2 separate regions of the Gossypium arboreum genome follow, and region 1 is linked to region 2. The links are chromatin contacts, called in public Hi-C maps. All regions are on one chromosome and are shown on one strand. Each heading gives the region's core, a stretch centred on a gene start, on an enhancer-like site or on the middle of the called end of the contact. The rest is flanking DNA. Distances are from core to core; before and after follow the strand shown.

What was found. Hi-C and Micro-C count contacts between places; a contact is called where the count stands out from the background.
Region 1: a contact with region 2 is called in a Hi-C map of leaf, with 2.4 times the contacts expected there. The contact joins the promoter of LOC108485407 here to the promoter of LOC108483932 in region 2. A contact is called at or near these places in 2 of 5 Hi-C or Micro-C datasets (both in leaf).

What each region holds. Positions count from the first base shown.
Region 1 is chr3:42,248,904-42,251,817 of ASM2569848v2, forward strand. LOC108485407 reads right to left here and starts at 1,636. Exons shown (of 6, transcript XM_017789238.2): 1 at 954-1,636; 2 at 793-829; 3 at 226-462; 4 at 63-110. The coding sequence starts at 1,258. It overlaps LOC108484321 (putative pentatricopeptide repeat-containing protein At1g13630), which reads right to left. Exons shown (of 4, transcript XM_053025683.1): 4 at 2,747-2,914.
Region 2 is chr3:42,080,455-42,083,154 of ASM2569848v2, forward strand. LOC108483932 (transcription factor bHLH49-like) reads left to right here and starts at 1,425. Exons shown (of 10, transcript XM_053025680.1): 1 at 1,425-2,185; 2 at 2,460-2,623.

The DNA of each region.
Region 1 (2,914 bases), core at 386-2,885, 170 kb after region 2:
GAAAACTCGGTATCGTGTTTCATTTTAACAATGAATGATTCGGATGGAGAAAAAGGACTCACATGAATTACCAAAACAGGGCAGTCAACTAGAGGAATTTTATCAATGTTCTGCAATAATAATAATAAAATAACAAAAGAGAACCATTGTCACATCTTGAAACAGTAAAAGTTTTGAGTATAGTCCAAGTTTGTGAATAGAGATTGAAGGAAGCAAAAAGCAGACCTTATAAATGTCAAACCATAATGTACGCTTGACTGGATACATGACACGAAGGCCAGACAAGATTGGACTGTGGAGAATTACAGCCCTCAAGTGAGGCAACCGAATGGCTAGTTCTAAAGCAGGTCCACTCCCAACTGATTGCCCATACAATATTGTGTCTTGCTGTTTTATTCCATACATCTCTTCCAAGCATTTGTAAGCTGCCTCTATGTCTGCGTATGTGTCTTGCTCACTTGGCTAAACATGTGACATATATATATACAAACTCATCAGAATAGTATCTCTCAAGTCTCCGTTAATATAGAAGCTAAAAAACACCAAGGTTAACATGGAATTTTGCTACTGTACTAGGAGAAGATTGTCACATGATAATAAATACTACAAATTGACAATAAAAAAGGATTTCACTCCATGTTCCTATTTCATGTCTCCAGTCTCTCTCTCTCTTTTGACTTTCCACAATCTCATCAGACTAAGCACACGTGTTCATTCATATATCTTGGTTTAATCCTCAGTTTTTCAGAAAAATCCTACATTGAAATGAATGGATATAAGAATAGATTATACCTTTCCACTGGACTGTCCATATCCTGAGTAATCATATCTGCATCAACACAAAAAAAGAATAATTCTAAATTTGCAATTTCTGTATTTTCTCAAGGTCTTTTTTTTTCAGGGTTAATCTAAAGGAAAAATGATTGAACATTTGATATACAATTGAAACTAACCCCATAAGATTAACATTAAGGTGGACACTGAGCTCAGTGAAAATATGATACATCTGACCAATATCAGCAGCGTTTCCATGAGAATATAGCACTGTGAGTGAAGCAGATGGGTTCTTCACATACATAGCCACAATCTCGTTCCCTCTCTTGGTACTCAGCTTCAATACATCCACGTTATCTCTCTGGTAATTAACATCTGAGAACCTCATTTTCCCACTTGCTTCATCCACAGTTATGTTGTAGGAAGGCGGGTTCGGCGGGAAAAATGCAAACTTGGCTGCCATGGATGATGTTGCAGTCCCCATTTTTTATCCACAAACATAAAAAAAAAAAAAACTTTGATGGTGATTAAATGTTCTTGGTGTCACTAGTTGATGAAAATTGCATAGTATTAGACTCTTGGAGACTTAAGACTATGCTTTAGATTTGAGATTGGTTTTGTTTAAAAGACCAGAGAGTGAATGAGATAAAAGACGGAAGTGAAGATTAAGGAATTAAAGATTCTGGAATTTGGTTGTGGAGAATTTTGGCACGAAAGGGAGATTGTGAGAGGAAGCAAACATGGAAAGCATTAAGTCAGGGTGAAGAATTTCTTGTCGGTTATTAATCAAGAGTGATTTCCGGCCTCAAAAAATGGGTTCTAATTACAAAAAGTTAATATTGCAATCTTTATTTTGTTGTCTTTTCATTAATTAGTAGTAAATTTTTAGATAAATTGGGTCAAAAATTATTTTTGAATTTCGAATTCCAATTATATAAGTCCTTGCTATGCTATGATACAGTGGGCCAAGCTGTATAGTGATAATTCAGTGGCAGAAGTATTACATGTTCTATCTTCCCTGTTTTCTTGTCCTTATGGAACAGTGCTTAAGAAATAATAGGCTCAATTATAATTAAAAAGAAAAAACAAACAAACTGAATTCAATTCAAGTTTCATTTATTTTTATTGCAATCACTTGAACTCTCTATTTTCGGTCATTAAGATCAATGACAATGTCAGAATGGACAAATTGGTTAAAAAGCATGCTTGCTTAGAGTAGCCTTTTTTCCATTTCTTTTTACCAAAGCCTATATATAAGGGCTAAGGCTATAAAGTGTCCAAATTAGGCCTTTCATTCTTTAACCTAAATAGATTCCATTCAGGAGGTTGCACTGATCCACTGATGGTTAGGCAGAAAAAAAGCATTTTGAAATTTGTAGGAAATAAAAGGGGATTTTAGAATTGTTATGAACAGAAAAAGTAGATGAATGATGAAGTGGTGGGGCTAATGACCAAAGATATGTAAAAAAAGAAATTTGTATGAGGTGGGTCTAGTTTTGGCGAAAGGAGAGGGAACATTCATGATTTCATATAACTACATTTTATGATATTTGTTTGACTTTGAAGCATCCCACTACCATATTTTTAGATTATTTGGGTTGCTCAGTGAGAGCAAGAATGGCTTGGATTCAAAACCCTTTGTTTAGTTTACTTGTATCCATGGTTAAGCTTCTTGCTTTTTACAAACAGGATCTTCCTATTAACCGTACAAAATACTCGATATGCTTCTACTCTACCATGGATCATGAAATGATGAAAACAACAATAATTTGGCTTTTCTCTCCTAGTCCCACTCGATTGCGGGATTTTGGTTGTCTTTTAGCTCACAAAGTTTAGATGTCTTCTCAATGGATCCTCTATGGTGCAAGTCAGGGCTTCATGCAAACATGCAACGGAAAAGCTTTTAATCCAGATTATTATTAGTAATTCAGTATCATGACAGTGTTTTGGTTTGGACCAAAAAAAACCATGATTTCTTATAATAACTTCATTAATTTTTGTCTAAATGAGCCTCATCCTTGTTAAGCAAACCAATGGCTTACAAATTGCAATTAAAGATTCCAGATTGATGTCCTCCATCTGCATGAAACCAAATGGTCCACTCGACCCAAAAGAATCAATTACAGGCAGCAGCAAAAAT
Region 2 (2,700 bases), core at 175-2,674:
ATTTTGAGATATAATATAATTATCTCCAACAAGAGAAAAGATGGGTGTCAAAGATTAAGATCCCTCTTTCCTTTTTTATACTACTATTTTCCATAATTCATAAATAGATCTTAGGTATACGTACATATGAACGTAGTAATGAATACAACAGAAAAAGAAAACACAAAATCAACCTAGTTTTCTACTAACAGATGCATGAGTTATAATATTTCAAGATTCGTACGATAGATATGGATATAATTCTTAACAATATGCAAGTACCATATATATACATAATATGTATATATAATTATATATAGATTGGCATAATGGCAAGTTTGAAACGTGATTTGCTTTGCTGGTTTTGCCTTTTCCCAAAAGGAGATACATTGCCAACCATGACCCAACTCTTTGCTGCTTTATTATATTGAAATATATTTAATTATAGGACACCAATCAATAGGCTTCCCTTCCAACAAAATTACAGGTGGCAACAACCCATTTGCCAGGTTCTTGGCCTCTCTTATTATCTAATTGGAGAAATTATTTACCATGGAATCTGATGCCCTTTGAGTGGTATTAGGATTTTTTTAGTTTCTTTTTATCTGTTTTCTTTGTGACAATTTTTTTTTTCTTTTTTTTGCTTTAAAAAACATAAAATAATCAGTTAATTTCTCAAATTGATAGGCCCAAAACAATTTTAACCTCGAATTATAGCACAAACTTGGAAAAATTAACTTTTGTACTGATAATGTTATTGTATTTTCCTAAAATTTGGAGGAATTTTTATATAATATTTAATTGGAGGGAAATTAGATGTATGTATGTATGTAGAAACTTTACCTTGTTGCTTTCTTCTCCAACATACCTAGTAAAAGCAACCCAATCAATACAAATCATTATCTAACATTACATGGGTAAATTAATTAATAGTGCTTAGGGTTGAGCAAAGTTTAGTTTTCTTTCTTTCTTTCTTTCTTTTTTAACTTATAAATTAAAAGTGAATGAAAGAGATTCCATTATTCTAAAGCTTAGGTCTGTGAGAATTGTAAGTCCCAATGCCAACTAATAATGACATGAGAGAAAGAGATAAAGGGGTAGTCCATCTAACTATAATATAAGGTAGTAAAATATTTGCCCACACACATTTTTATAAAATATTGTCGTAAATGTTGATCATTGTTTATTAACCATTCCTAATGCCATATTTTGATTTAAAATATCATCAAATTGGCAAGAAGGCTTGGCCTCCATTGCAACTAACACATCCACTTACCTATATTTCTGATATTGCACTTACCCTATGTATATTTATCGTTTTCACACAGTTGCCAGTTGCTACAATAAGAACAACGTCCTTGTACTTGGACCCGTTTGCCTTCATTGTCATGTCGATTTCGTCGATTGAGACCACCTTTTCCACGACCATTAAATACGTGATTCATCAAATTTCACTATGTCAATTGCCAAATTATGTAATCTATTAACTAGCATTTGTCTTCTCCATTTTACAAAGAAAAACACAGCGGAAAGATGGATAAGATAGTGAAGTTATCAAAATAGCGAAAGATGTTAATGAAAATGAAATTTTCAATAATTATTATGTCCATTGCATTGCAGGACCCCCCAATCTGGGTATCTAAATTTGAGATTTGTTCAAACAAAACTCCATTAAAGATATTGAAGCTCTCCTCCCAAAATATTTTTATAATCTAAAGTATAATAACAATAGGAGAAAAGAAAATCTTCTAATGAGAGTTGGCAGTGTCAGTTGGTTGCTCAAATGGGTATAATTATAACTAAAATTTTACTAAGTAAATTAAAGCTTTGGGTTTGAAGGAAGCCAGTGGCGGTGGTTAATGATCAAAGAGCTCTCTTTTTTATGCAAGCGTGGGTTATAAATGCAGGACCTTTGCCTTTCCTCTTCTCTCTTCTTCAAAGCAGACGAATACCCATTCTCTTTTTTGTTCTCACTCTAAATCTAAACTCTGAAGTAATAAAAGTCTCTCCTTTATTACTTTTTCTTCACTGCTTCTTTTTTGACTGTTTTGTAGCAGAGTTGCTCTGTTGCTGAGCAAAAAGAACAGCTCAAAATCATTAAAAAAAAAAAAACTAATCTTTGTGTGCCTCGGAGTGTTTAAAAAAAAGGGCCTTGAATGAGAGAGCAGAGAGAGTACAAAAAAGTAAGCACAGAATCTGGAAATGGGTATCTTTCTCTCCCCACTTTTATATGAGTTCCCTCTACCTCTCTCTTTCTGGGTTTTCTCTGCTACAACTCTTGACTAGGGTTTTGAATGAGTGACTTTATTTATAGTACTGAAATCATTGTTCTTTTTTTTTTTCTGGTTCAATTGATTGCTTCTAGTAGACTTTTAATATCTTTCCTACAGCTCTTCTTTGAACTTCCTTTTTTCCCTGTTATGTTCTGTCTTTTTTTTTGGTCTTGAAGAAAGCCTTTTTTTTTTTTGTGCAAAATTTAGGTACTCCCAAATTCCAGTTTCCAGTTGTTGCTTTGGAAATTGTCTGTTCCACCTAGTGGGGATCTTTGCTACATAATTTCACTTCTGGTGTTGGGGGATTCATTAAATGAAGTGGGGTTTTCCTTGATAATTGTTCTGAGCAGTTTCTATGGCTTTCTTTTGGGGTGGGTGAATTTCAGCCTTTTAGGATTATAACTTGTTTATATTGTAGTTTTCAGTCTCCTTGTGGACTTAGCTTGAA